Regions from separate parts of the Mus musculus genome. Here all the other regions are linked to region 1. Evidence: chromatin contacts called from public HiChIP or PLAC-seq data. All regions are on one chromosome and are shown on one strand. The core of a region is the stretch at or near the end of the contact, and the rest is flanking DNA. Distances in the headings are between cores, read along the strand shown.

Region 1 (4,598 bases), core at 1,017-3,516:
TGAAGTTCACAGGGAGAGCGGGACAGGAAGGTGAGGAGGGAATGAAGGCACAGGAGCCAGAACAGAAAAGACCAGTGGCCCACAGAAGCCAGGATGCCGTGGGCCCGCTGACCACAGTGGGGAACTGGGAAGTCTGGCTTCCTAGGCAAAGAGTAGCCAGGAAGCACCTGCAGAAGCTGTGAGAGGGGCATGCCCTTCTGTGGGAAAAGACATCACGGACCAGTGGTGTTGGGTACCAAGCCATCTCTGGGCCACAGGTTGGGCCACTCCTGATTCCACCCCGAGACCTTAATGGCCTTGTCATGGCAAATCGGGGTAGACAGGGATCTCCCTCTGAACCAGGATTTGGAAATAAGCAGTGTCCCAAACATGCCTTCCACATTGACTTCTTCCACATTGGCTTGCTGCCAAAACACAGAGCCAGGAAAGAGTGAGTACCCTGGCGGACAGACACCCTATCATCAACCTGCAAGGAGCCAGGGGTCTTCCCCAACCACAGTTCCCACATGGCCAGCCGCAGGCCCAGCATGGATGGATCTTTGTGGCAGCCAAGGAGATATACAGGGTGTGCCTAGTTTATTAATTTCTTTATACTTTGGGGCCTTAGGGCCCTGTATTCAACTTGACACAAGCTGAAGTTATCACAGAGAAAGGATCCTCCCTTGAGGAAATGCCTCCATGAGATCCAGCTGTAAGGCATTTTCTCAATTAGTGATCAATGGGGGAGGGCCCAGCCCACTGTGGGTGGTGGTCCTGGGTTCTATAAGAAAGCAAGCTGAGCCAGGCAGTGGTGGTGCAAGCCTTTAATCCCAGCACTCGGGAGGCAGAGTCAGGCGGATCTCTGAGTTCGAGGCCAGCCTCGTCTACAGAGTGAGTTCCAGGACAGCCAGGGCTACACAGAGAAACCCTGTCTCGAAAAAACAAAAAAGAAAAAAGAAATAACTATAAAGAAAACAAGCTGAGCAAGCTAGGGAAAGCAAGCCAGTAAGCAGCACCTCTCCATGGCCTCTGCATCAGCTCCTGCCTCCAGGTTCCTGCCCTGTGTAAGTTCTTGTCCTGACTTCCTTTGGTGATGAACAGCAATGTGGAAAGTGTAAGCTGAATAAACTCTTTCCTCCCCAACTTGCTTCTTGGTCATGATGTTTTGTTCAGGAATAGAAACCCTGACTGAGACAGGCCCACTCGTCCCAGGGAAACTGTCCTCCAGGGGAGGCTGTCCCTTAGCCTCCTCCTCTAGGGGACTACTGGGGTCCACACCCTGAGCCAATACTCATCTTTCCTCTTCTTCTAGGCCAGCTATCAGCTATCTCAAGCCAGAACCTTGTGCCTGGAGCTCCTAGAGTCATCTATCCAGTCCTCAGCTCAGTAACCAAGCCAACTCTTCCTCCGTCTCCTCCACTGTTTGCTCAGCCCTGCTTAGCCACTCCCTGGATCTGTGACGATAACCAGCCACGTTCCCAATGCTAATCATCTATACCTGGATGCCAATCAAATCTGCACTGGAAGACTGGGGCAGAAGCTGGCTTCTCCCTAGAGATCTTGGAATAAGACTCCAGTTCTCAAACACCACCCACCCATGTGGGGTGCCACACCAGGGACAGACACCGAAGGATGCCAAGTGGCCACAGTACCTAGCTGGGTGTCTTCAGGGTGAATGTCCACCAAAGCCGGGGCCATTGGAGAGTTGATGGCGCTCTTGCCTTCTTCCTGTAAGTCAGTCACTGTTGAGCAAAGAGAGACCAGGTCAGTATGCAGGGAACCCAAGAGAAAAGTCCCATGTGTCGAACATGTCACTTGTTTGGCATTCCTTCATGTTGGGCAGCCCAGAGAGGCTGGGGAAAGTATTCCCAGCCCAGAACACCTGCCATTTTTCTTGACATCAAGCAGCTCTTGATGCCTCCCAATCGTGACCAGTCCGTCCACACTGTTCTTTAGAACATGTGACTGAGACATGGAAGCTTCCAGAAGCTTCTGGTTGTTTCTAATGGTTTCCAGACCTGCCTGAGGCTTCTTTGGTAGACAAGGCTTAGACCCCAGAAGATGGATGGAAGTTCCATCTCTCTCGGGCAGAGCTGTCCCGAGGGTGGGGGGACATCTAGACTCGAGGTGTAAACAGGCCCACTTGCATACATGGGTGATCAGAATTTAAAGTGTGCCATGTCCTTTGGGACAGAAGTCTGATGAAGATTCGGTGAACTCTTACATCCTGCACTTTCCTCGAATCTATTTTTAAACAGGCTAGAGTCTCAGACCTGAAGCCAGCTCAGCTGGACACATGCCTCCTCCCAGCTGGGCACAACCCTTTCAGCTCTCTGCCCTGGGAATAGTTAACCTCCCAGAGGTCATCCATCCACAGACAGCCTGGATGTCGCCTCTCGCCTCACTTTCCACCTGGACACCACAGATTCATAACAACCAGCCCTCACTTGCTGAGACTTGGGCCTGCACGGAAGTCTGCTTGGACCATGACCTGAACCCAGCAAAGGCATGGTCCACAGCCCTCCCTCTCCCCAGATTCTCTACAAACTCTGCAGGTATATACACACATGGGCTCCTGGTGATAAGTCACGAAATCTTTATTACCATCTCTGTCTCTCCTGGCCCCTGGACAGGCGCGCTTCCTCCTAAGATCTTAAATCTCTATAGAAGGTAACAGGACTGGGATCAGGGCCAGTAGGAAAAAGAACAGACTAAGGAAGCGAGCCCAGATTCCATGCTGACAGTCTATGGGCCCAGAGACTGCTAACTGCACATGAGCAGTAGGTTTATAGGCTGGGGTAGGGAGTAGTTATGGGGTTCAGTCAGTGTGTACCCCAGTCCTATGGCACCACACAGGAGCTCTTCATCTCTGCAGAAACTCTGATGGCCCTTGGTCACAGCCATGGGGGCGGGGGGGGGGGGGCAACCCAATGTGACACAAGAGCCTGTACAGATGCAGGGCTTGGCTTTTTTCTGCTTACATAAATCTCTAGCACACACACACACACACACACACACACACACACACCCCACACCTAATCTGAAGCCCTGAAACCAGAAATAATGGCTTCTATACCACTGGACTTCAGTCTCCAGACTCTAGCCCCCCAGATCCAGAGGTGACAGAGACAGGTCACCACCTGCCACTTCTTACAGCCGAGAGAGAGAGAGAGAGAGAGAGAGAGAGAGAGAGAGAGAGAGAGAGCTGTCACTTGCTGACCACACATCTTGCCTGAGGAGATCTCTCCAGGGCCAAGTGTCCCACGACTTTGTGATTTCCCAGTGGAACTTATACAGAGACAACCCCTCTAAATTCTTCCCGGAATACCAGTCACCTCAACGCTTTAGCACCTTATGTGTTGGTCACCCAGCACCCACAACAGCAGGTGATAGGGACAGTGTCATGAATACCACAAAGGCTTCGGGACAGGAGCCCCTGCCCTGCTGCCTGGGAGACCCCAAGCCAGTCCGGTTAAGCCCTCTGACCTACTGCCTCAGGTGGTGTTTCCTGTTTGTTCTCTTAGGTCTCCAGACAGGCTGAAGAACACCAGTACCCAGCTTGGAACAGGACACACAACAGGCTCTTGGCACGACTGTGGATGCAACTCTGGGGACAACCCGTCCTCTGCCTCCAAAGGACAGATGCTGACTCCTAACATCATCAAAGATGTAGATGTTCAGGGTTTTTTTGGAAAAGGACACCCTCTTGTAAACCCATGTTCAAGGCCATGATATTCACAACAGCCAAAAGCGATAAACAACACAAATGTTCTGTGACAGCCACACCCGTGGGGATCCAGAAACGTGACTCAGTCTTGAAAAAGGCTCTTAACCGCTGAGCCATTTCTTAATCCCCTAATCCTCGCCACGTCTCTAGAAGGAAGCACACAGACATGAAACAGCTTCACAAGCCGGTGACCACCAAGGGCTTGTGGACTCCCTTTGTCCCACTTCCCAAAGATCCATCCTGGGGCACCAGGCTCCTTTAGAAAACGGACCAAATTCCAGCAAATCCTTGCATGTCGTAGGTGAGACGGAGAGTGTCCGGAAGGAAGAAAACTCTCCAGGGAAGTTCAGCTCCACACCAGCTAGGTGCCCAGCTCTTCCCCAGTCCATCGAGCTAACTTCTCAGAGTTACAGCGGGTCCCCTATGCTGAGGCCATGTTCAGTGCTTAGGGCAACAGTCAAAGAAGAATAAAAGACAGTTTCCGTTGAGAATAAGGCCGTCCAGAGAGACGTCAGTGAGCCACACAGGAGAATCACATGAAGGAGCCCACCATTCCTCTCAGAAAGACCCTGGGATAAGGGTCTCCCAGATAAGGCTAGGGAGCTAGGGAGCTATCTTGGTGGGCAAAGTGTTTGCTGAGAAGCCATGAGGAGGGACTAAGCCCAACCTTAAAACCCAGGCGTAGCTGGCAGTGGTAGCCTTTGACCCCAGCACTGAGGAGGCAGAGGCAAGCAGATCTCTGTGATCAAGTCCAGCCTTGTCTATAAAGTGAGTTCCAGACAGCCAGGGCTACACAGAGAAACTCTATCTCCGGGGGAAAACACACACACACACAAAACCAGCCAGGCATGATGGCCCCCGTAATCCTAGTACTAGGGAGGCAGAGACAGGT
Region 2 (4,598 bases), core at 551-3,050, 420 kb before region 1:
CTGGGGTCCCAGCCCTCACAGCCTCTTCCCTGGGGCAGAGGAATGTTAACTGTGAAGCTGACCCTGTTCAGGCTCTGCTGATTACAACTCTGAAGCAGGAAGCTGCAAACACTTTTCTTTAAAGGGCCAGAGGGTCAGGTGTTAAAGGTCTGCGGGCTACTCAGCCTCCTGAAGCTATTTGGTTATCTGCTTCAATGCCGCAAAGTTAGAAATGTTAGTGGGACCGTATACCAATAAAACTTTATTATTTATATATCAGGTGACGGATTGGGTTTGGCCCATGGGAATTGCATGAAGTTCAAGCCCTGCATGACCTGCAGAGAGCCCCTGAGCTGAGCCCCATGGCACTCAACCCTCCTAGTGCTTATCGGGGCACTCAGGGGAAGCTGCTGCCAGCCCCAGGACATTTGCACACGCCTTTCTTCCGCATGGCTATCCCCTGCTCCTCTACTATCTACTCAGTCACTTCTTCCAGGTCACAACTCCCCTCAGCCCATACGGCCTACATCAACTCAGAGCATGCTTAGTCAGTGTGATCCCTGGACTAACCTTTCTCCACTGCTGGCTGTCCTTGGGAAGACCAGACCAGTTTGTCCTTCTCTTAAACTTGGCTCACAGTGAATACCTGAGAACTTTCCTACCATGCCAGGAAAGCCTCATCCATAGAAACAGATTGACTGGGGGTATGGGGTGCTAAGCATGCCCTGGGAGGTCGAGGACTCCATCAGGGCAGACGGTGGAGGTCCAGACTGGCCAAAGTCAGAGCAGTGCTGGTTGTAAAGGTTCTGTTTGTCCTTCTTCATTATACCTTCTGGAGAGACGCCCTGACCCTACCTCCCTGGCTCCCTGTGGTCTGGGGTGCAATGGTAGTAGTGGCCTGAAACCCCTCCTATCCAAGGCTGGGCTCTCAGGTTGTCAATGGTGTGAATCACACTGGGCGTGAAGGTGTCTACTTAATTACTCTCCCCTCCAGCACTACCCTAGGCCGCCATAGCCAAGCCAGCAGCCCCAAAGCCCCACCCACCACCACCACATAGCCACCTTACCATCTCCTAGGCTAGTCCAGGTTGAGGCTCCTCTCACCCACCCCTTGTGCCCTGCACTGACTCCAGCCTGATGGACAGCCTGAAGGGCGGGCCTGGGTTTATGCTTGCTCTAGCTTCCAGGCCCTGGTGTTCCCCTGAACTGAATGAACAGTGCCCACCTCCTAGGGGCGTTTCAGGGACGGGACACCTGGGTCACACACAACCCGTGGACCACCCATGTAGTCTCTCAGTGTTTTAAAGGCCAACACGTGGTGGGGACAGTCAGACCTCCATTGTAGAAGACACTAGGGCTTAGAGAGGAGGACAAGAGACACACCTACTCAGCAGGACCAGGACTGAAATGAGGCACTGGCTTACAGTCCCCTCATCCCATTAAAAAACAAAAACCAAAAAACGTAAAACAAGGGCTGGAGAGATGGCTCAGCAGTTAAGAGCACTGGCTGCTCTTCCGAAGGTCTTGAGTTCAATTCCCAGCAACCACATGGTGGCTCACAACCATCTGTAATGAGATCTGATGCCCTCTTCTGGTGCGTCTGAAGACAGTTACAGTGTATTCAAACATAAATAAAATAAATCTTAAAAAAAAAAAAACAATTAAAAAAGCAATCCCAAACAAACAAACAAACAAACAACCACCCAACACACACACAAATCAAAACCTGTCAGCTACTTGGAGAGAGGGAGGAGGGGACCAGAGGACCCCATGTGATCTGTCATCCTGAAACACAGAAGTGAAACCCTGCCTTTCTCAGCCACAGCCTCCAGGCCAGTGTGACAAGCCCAGTCAGGACATCTGCAGATGGTCCCCAAGAAACCACAGGAAGTGGAGGGACTTCCGGGTGAGGCCAGGGGAGGGCATCCTCAGGTGTAAAGCCCCATCCCTCTCTGGCCTCTAGCATCTACCAGAAAGTAAGGCTCTCTGTGCAGGCAGGCCAGGTTCTGGCCCTGGAGCACGAATGACCTCATTGGGTAGGCACAGGGAGAAGCAGAAGCCAAGCCCAACAGCAGCTCAGCCGGAGACAGACTGCTACCAGAGGAGGGGCTGCCTGCTCCTGAGAGAAAGGGCAGGTCCCTGAAGGCCAATCTTGGTTCTACTGAGGATGAACAATTTCACCAAGTCTTGAGATTCCTGTAGGGAGGGGTGGGAACACCATCTTTCCTAGATTCCGGCTTGGTCTGGAGTCCCCTAGAGACATCTGAGGACACAGAGATAGCCAGGAATGGGGGTTTGGGGATTGGGGGTTTGGGGTCGGCTTCCTTAATGTACCTGGAAGCTACATGACAGGAAGCCATGTCTGCACCTCAGACTTGCTTCTTAGTACTTAGGGACAAAGGTTGTTCCTTGAGATCAAGTAGGGAAGAAGAGGGGCCTGGGGTGCATATCTCACAACTGCTAAAACCACAAGTCTAACAAAAGCCAAATCTGCTCTGACATGTGTCACTCAGCCACACTGGGCTAAAGCACAGTACAGCATAGCTGTCTCTTAGGGTGGCTCTGGGGGCTCTGTGCTACCTTGTCTAGTTTCCTGAAGCACCTGAGACCCTCGGCTCCAGGTCCTTCCTTGTCTTTAAGAACAGCAAGACAGGACACTAGGTGCCAGCTCCTTCTTTGACTTGTCCCACCCTTCACAGATTCCGTGACAACACAAAGCCACCTAGTCAGGCCAGACCATCACCTCAGCTCAGCAACTGTAATATAACCGCATCTTCAAAGTCTCCTAGCCACATGAAAGCCCGCAACCACAGGCTGAGAACTAGGGCAGGGACACTTTGGGGGTCACTGTTCTGCTAACCCCAAGGGGCTGAATGTACACAGTGCCCACCTCCTGGGGGCCTTTCAGGAATGGGCCTCAGGACACCTGGGCTACACCCAACCCATGGACCACCCACTATCTGTGGTCTCTTCAGTGCTGTAACACCAGTATGTGGTGGGGACGCCAATTATAGAAGAAAACACTAAGGCTTAGAAAGGTCAAGGGTCACGTCTTCTATTCAGCAGGACCAGAACTGAAATGAGGCACTGGCCGACAGTCCTCCTGTCCCCACCCTTCAGGATACACAGGTTAGACCCTGCTCCTTTTGATTCTCCCTAGCTCTGTGGGTTTTCCAAAGTCCAACCAAACAAACTAACAAAAACAAAATCCAAACCAAGCCAAAAACAAACAAACAAACAAACAAAAAAACCTGTCAGCTACCTGGAGTGAGGGAGGGTGGAGGGGTCCAGTCTCAGACTGGGCCCTCAGGCAGCTCACAAAGGCAAGATGATTGAGGGCTGGGAACCTGAGGGTCCTAGCCTGGAAGCTTTGGCTCTGGCCTGGGTGGGATTTAGGGTGTCCTGCATCTCTCTGAACCCCAATATTCTCATGTGTGTAACACATATGCCAACCCCCACCTAAGGTTCCTGAGAGCCCTGCTGCTCCTTGTTCCTACTTGAGTGAGGGCCATCACCCCTGGACATATATCTCTAATCACAGGCCAGGAACCCAGCGGCATCCCTGGACACTGGGCTCCCTGGGAGTCCTGGTTCAGATTCCAGACAGTGCTGTCAGAGGACATCCTGGTCACCTCTTTCCTCTCACATCCTCATTCTCTTTATGGACATGGATAAGGATAGCCCACTGGGAGGAGGAAGAGGAGGGCAGGGGCACACACCTTGCTTTGCAGGGGTCCTGCACTTTGGGGTAGACTTTCCCCTGCTCCTGCCTGCCCAGGGCTTCCACCTACTGGGGGACAGACAAGGCACTGGCTGAGTGAAGGCTCAGAAGGCTAGGATTCACCCATGAATTCCCCTAGCACCTTAGGTCTAGTGTAGACAGCGGCTAGCTTCTGGGAGTTTTTCTGGAGCCTCTATGGGTGAGAAGCTGGAGGACAGCAGGGCATCTCCCCGGCAGGAGGGAGCTGTTATGCCCTTGAGCTCCAGGAAAGCAGCAGCGGGTTCTCTGAAAACTACTCCACAACAGCAGCGTGGGACAGGCCAGCAGCGCCATGCCTCTTTCAGAGAGCTCCCCATGTTCCCACACACCTAGCTAGCAGGCACGGAAGGCAGGGGCTGGCCAAGTGGCCAGTGGTCTGGTGTTTCCCCATTCTACTTCCCCCAAGTGCTAAGCCATCAGCAATTACCGGCCCCCGCCCCACCCCCCCCAGCCCCTGGTTTATTTTCCAATTTGGTCTAGGGTCTCTGGCTCTGAACAGGCTGTTCGATCCTAAACTAACACTTCAGCTTGGTCAAGCCAACATGAAGAAAATGAATGAATGAATGAGTGAGTGAATGAATGAGTGAATGAATGAATGAATGTGTGGACTATCTTAGGACATAGCAATAGCTGTGCACCAAATTCAAGGGTTGTACCCAGTGTCACTGCAGTGGGTTAGACAGTCCCTGGTGTAAGGTTAAGGCTTACAATCTGACTGGGAAATAAGACTCTTTAATGCTGCGATGGTCGTGAGATGAAGGAGGACCATAGTTTGCAGGGATAGCCAGAGCACAGGCGGCTGACACAGCTGTCCTGACCCTGCTCAGGGTTCATGTCCTGGAGCCCTTGCAGGCACTGG
Region 3 (4,598 bases), core at 1,470-3,969, 300 kb before region 1:
TGATAGGATTCCCAGCCTAGTTTATATCAAATTCTTTTCAAAAGGGATTCGGATTAGACTCGGTCCGAACAGAAAACAAAGGATATGATCAACCTAAGGAAACACAGAGGGGTAATACCAGAGGCAATTTATAATTATGTTTTGCTAATGGGCAATGTTCTCAATGAAATGAATCCCCCCACCCCAGGAGCACGGACATGATTGGATTGGTCCAGGTAAGCTCCCTGACATCCAAACTATCTCTAGAATCTTACTATTCAAAATGAAAGCCACAGTTTTCTGTGCTATAAGAATGTTTGCAAAGAGGTGATTGTCAAACACAACAGCTGACTTCAACCTCATGAGGCACCCTTTTGGTTCCATCTCAGTGGACCTGAGGGGTACTGGGACCCTAGTGACATGCTTAGAACTTTAGTCTGATGTCCTAGTGTGGGACTGTACTTTTTATAATACAGTCCACCAAACTGTTGTTGCTTTGTGTTCCAAACTGCTGGAACTCTTTCGTCGAAGCATTCAATAGGTGACTGCCAAGGATCCAGAGCTCTGAAGCCACAGCACGTTGTAATTATTGGAAGGAGTTCTTGCCAATTGAGAAACACTGGGATCCAGCTCTACAAAAGAGAAGGAGGAGATGGGGAAATTAAATACGGAGTGCCACAGTGGTGTAGGAGACCTGACTGTTAAATCCTACCATTGTGCTTGGAAAGTGTCAACACGCAGGAAGGCTCCTTTCACGACATTCTTGGTTTTAATTGGGAAAAATTTATATTTTGCCCTGGAATGGAAAAAATTCTTTTGCAGCATCAAAATTTGACAAGAAATTCAAAAGAATAGTTAGTCCTTTGGGGGGTGTATTTGTGATAATTTTTGGCTTATAAAAGTACTTGCTGACCAAGATTTCTTTGCATAGAGACAAAATGATTGAGTTTAGGGATACATAGAGCAGGCATGTTCACACACTTCTTTTTGCTGGTTACTTAAAAGAAATTATTCTTTATAAGGACTTAAAAATATTTATTTCTTTTATGTGTATGAGTGTTTTGCTTACATGGGTGTCATATACCACATGTATGCAGTGCTCACTGAGGTCAGAAGGGACTTCAAGTCTCCTGGATGTAGAATTAGAGGCTGTTGTGAGCTGCCATGTGGGCCTGGGAACCAAAGCCAGGTCCTGTGCAACAACTGCTGAGCTATCTCTCTAGCCCTTATTTGTTTGTTTATTGTGTGTCTGTGTGTGCATGTGTGTATGCCCACGTGTGCATGCATGCACATGAACTTAGGCCACGGCACACAGAAGAAGCTCAGAGGACAATCTGAGGGATCTAGTCTCTCCTTCTACCGCATGGATCTTGGAGTCGAATTCAGGCGGTCAGTCTTTGCCCCAGGCACTTTTTACTACTGAATCATCTTGGTGGTTCTGGTTTGTTTTTGAGACAGGGTCTTTTTATGTAGCCCAGGCTAGCCTCAAACTGATGTCTGTTCCACCTCAGCCTCCTGAGTGCTGGGGTGAGAGGTGTGGACCACTGTGGTTGGCTTGAATATTTCAATACAAACAAACAACATAGAATTGAATTCATTGTCCACTTAGGGAGTCCTCCCTGAACCTATCTGGCCCCTCAGGCCCTACAGAATAGGGTCCCCAGTTAAAATACCAAGAAGAGTCACGAGGGCACCAACCAGCATAACTCACAGTGGAAAAAAAACAGGCACAGAGGCCCATTAGAGGACCAGGGACATCAGAGGACTGCCACTACCACAGACTACTGAGCAGGGCCATCAGGGATATTTTAGAAAAGCCACTGTGGTGGTTTAAATGAGAAGTGAGCCCCAGGCTCATATGCTGGAACACTTAGTCCCTGTTGGTGCTGTTTGGGGAGGTTGTGGGATATTCAGAAGACGGCAATTTACTTGAGGAAGTACCTGAGTGGGGTGGGCTTTGGTGTTTTATAGCCTGGCCCCACTACCTGTTTATTGTATCTTCTGGACTGCTTACGGGCGAGCCTCATGCTCTGAGCGCCATGCCTTCCCTTCCATGATGGACTGGAACCTCTTTGGAATCCTGAGTCAAAATAATCCTTTTCTTTCTTAAAGTTGCTTGTGCCAGGGTGTCTATCACAGCAACAGGACAGAAACCAAGACACTTCTGCCTTCCATTCTTGATACCAGTGAGTGGCTCACCCTCAAAGTAGGTGAGCAAGGTAGCCCATGTCCCATGGCAAGTCATAGTCCTTTTTCCCTGAGCCACTTGGGTCTTCTGAGGCCTTCAGGTGCCAGTTTCTCTTTCCTCAGCTGTTATGCTGGCCTGCCCTAGGCCCTAGACATCTGAGCTGTGGCCTTCCCGGCTCTCAGCCCTCCTCTCATTCCTGCTGACGCCCTTTCCTCATGGTCAATGGCAAGCTTGGGCTTCCAGTATTCTTCCATTGCTCATGGCTCCCCAAGGGGCTGCTCTCAAGGTTCCCACTATTCTTGCCACTGGCACTCTACTGAGACATACTTTAAAAGGCTTGTCTATGGTTGGTTTTCATCAAAATTCACATTGGGGAGTGGTCCTCAATGGTGAGGTGTAGTTGGAGGTGGTACAATCCTTGAGGGTAGAACCTTCGTGAATGGACTCACTCCTTTCTCTCTTGCAGGAACCATGGCTCTTGGAGGACCCACAAGGGTAGGTTTTATAAAGTGTTCCTGCTCTCTGGGGCTTGCCTCAGCTGCACACGCTTGCTTGCTTGCCCATGCTCTGCTGTGAACTGAGTTAGTGTGTGGCCTGTTGCCAGTACCAGGCTCTTAGGCTGCCCAGGTTTTAGAACTGTGAGTGTCAGGGTCCCTGCAACCATCAGAGCTGGCAGAGAAACAATCCGTGCAATACAACTTAGCCAGTGTTGGCTCAAAAGTCTAGAATCTGACACCAGGCAGTTTACTTTAGACATATGTAAGCCCAGTACAACCCTGGGAAAAGAGTTTCTCAGTAACGATTTTTCTCAATCCCGTGTGAAGGCATGGCTACATAGAAACTCTGTTGCAAAGCACATGTGACCTCTTCCATAACGATGGGTTCTATAGCTTAAAGCCCTTGGATCTGGTATGGTCTTGGTCATACAGAGAGTATAGAGGTCACCAGGCTATAAAGTACATGGGTTCTATTGACTGAGAAACAAAGCTAAAGATAAAGGTCTAGGGAGGAAGGGCTTGGGGTAAATATAACAGTCTGGACAATTCAAGTGTGTCCTGACTCAACAGATGGCACAGTTTACCAGACTATTAACCACATCCACCCCAAACCTACTGGGTGGGAAACAGTAAACATCCCTTCCATTGAAGAGAGACAAGTCTTTGTGTTGAATATTCCTGGTTTTTCTAGTGTTTATCTATGAGTACAAGGAACTTGTGTCTTCTACATGTGAGATCAAACAAACAACAACAACAAACAACCTCCCCACCCAAAAAAAACCCTGTTTTGTTTTTTTTTTGTTTTTGTAAATTATCTAGTCCCAGCTGTTCAGTTATAGCAATGGAAAATGGACAGTCTCTCACAAAAAGCCACCTGTGATGTCCTCTGCCTGGTGGTCCAGGTGTCCCATAATCTGTGCAACAGTCAATGTACTCTTCTTCCTTAAAGAGTTTAGGACAGTCTCAAGTTCCTGGTCTCCTACATCTGTCTTTTTTTTTTTTTTTTTTTTTTTTTTTTTTATTGATGTGAGGAGATACCATGACCAAGGAAACGTATAAAAGACAGCGTTTAATTGGGGGGAAGGTCATTTGGACTTTCAGAGGGTTAATCTATTTCAGTCTTTGTAAGGAGCATGGCAGCAGGCAGGCAGGCATGGTGCTAGAGCAGTAGCTGAGAACTTACATCCTTCTCTGAAAATAGGAGGTAGAGAGAGACTTGGAAATGGTGTGGCTTTTGAAAACTCAAAGCCCACCCCTAGTGACACATCCTCCAAGAAGGCCACACCCCTTATTTCTTCTCAAACATTTCCACTAGCTGGGGACCAAGCATTCAGATATATGAGCCTACGAGGGTTATTTTTATTCAAACCACCACAGCATCCAATTGCTTTCATCTTCAAAATATAACCCTAAATGAGACACTCAGGCTGTAGATACAGCTCAGTGGCAGAGCCCTTCCTTCGAATGCATAAGGTCTTGAGTTTGATTGACAACAACAAAGTGGATCCTTCAAAAATAACAAATGAGGTGATTTGTTCTGCAGCACTAGCTGGTTAATGCAGCATGGGGAAGATGAGGATCCATGCTTGGGTTGTCTCCATCTCTCTTACCTACATCCCACCTCCTCATGCTCTCCTCTGTCTCAGGTTCTGCCTCAGTGATACTCAGGCTTTCTTCTAACTCATTGTCTTTTGGGCAATGTCTACTTTAAACTTTTGTCTCTGCTATTTAGTCTTTGTTCCAATGATCATCTCTCTCTCTCTCTCTCTCTCTTCTTTGTGACATTCACATCATGCACCAGGTAATGGCTATTCCTGGTGGCCAACTTGACTATATCTGTAATGAACTACAATCCAGAATTGGAGGACTCATCGGTGATCAGATCTTGAGGCTGGAAGACACAAGTTTCTGACCTGGATCTTGTCATGCAGATC

What was found. HiChIP or PLAC-seq counts read pairs in DNA pulled down with a chosen protein or histone mark.
Region 2: an H3K27ac HiChIP or PLAC-seq map of large pre-B cells shows a contact between it and region 1, with 4 times the contacts expected there. The contact joins two enhancer-like sites. A contact is called at or near these places in 2 of 115 datasets of contacts at active chromatin or transcription factors (large pre-B cells and pancreatic cancer cells) and 1 of 9 other capture datasets (embryonic stem cells).
Region 3: an H3K4me3 HiChIP or PLAC-seq map of embryonic basal ganglia shows a contact between it and region 1, with 5 times the contacts expected there. The contact joins two enhancer-like sites. A contact is called at or near these places in 2 of 15 datasets of contacts at CTCF or cohesin (the NIH/3T3 cell line and large pre-B cells), 1 of 484 Hi-C or Micro-C datasets (bone marrow-derived macrophages), 8 of 115 datasets of contacts at active chromatin or transcription factors (the 230-238 cell line, embryonic basal ganglia, embryonic forebrain and 4 more) and 3 of 9 other capture datasets (adipose tissue, embryonic stem cells and pancreatic islet).

Annotation. Positions count from the first base shown.
Region 1 is chr15:84,268,354-84,272,951 of GRCm38.p6, reverse strand. It overlaps Parvb (parvin, beta), which reads right to left. Exons shown (of 13, transcript NM_133167.3): 2 at 1,632-1,721. Among named protein-coding and RNA genes, the nearest start is that of Gm33723, 31 kb to the right of the region's middle. Within about 2 kb of position 2,266, at least 13 of the 459 cell types and tissues checked have an H3K27ac peak or open chromatin away from gene starts, as enhancers often do.
Region 2 is chr15:84,682,908-84,687,505 of GRCm38.p6, reverse strand. All of the region lies in intron 1 of Prr5 (proline rich 5 (renal)), which reads right to left. Among named protein-coding and RNA genes, the nearest start is that of Prr5, 4.2 kb to the right of the region's middle. Within about 2 kb of position 1,800, at least 56 of the 459 cell types and tissues checked have an H3K27ac peak or open chromatin away from gene starts, as enhancers often do.
Region 3 is chr15:84,569,797-84,574,394 of GRCm38.p6, reverse strand. The region is part of intron 1 of Gm34095 (a long non-coding RNA gene); the gene reads left to right. Among named protein-coding and RNA genes, the nearest start is that of Gm34095, 4.6 kb to the left of the region's middle. Within about 2 kb of position 2,719, at least 10 of the 459 cell types and tissues checked have an H3K27ac peak or open chromatin away from gene starts, as enhancers often do.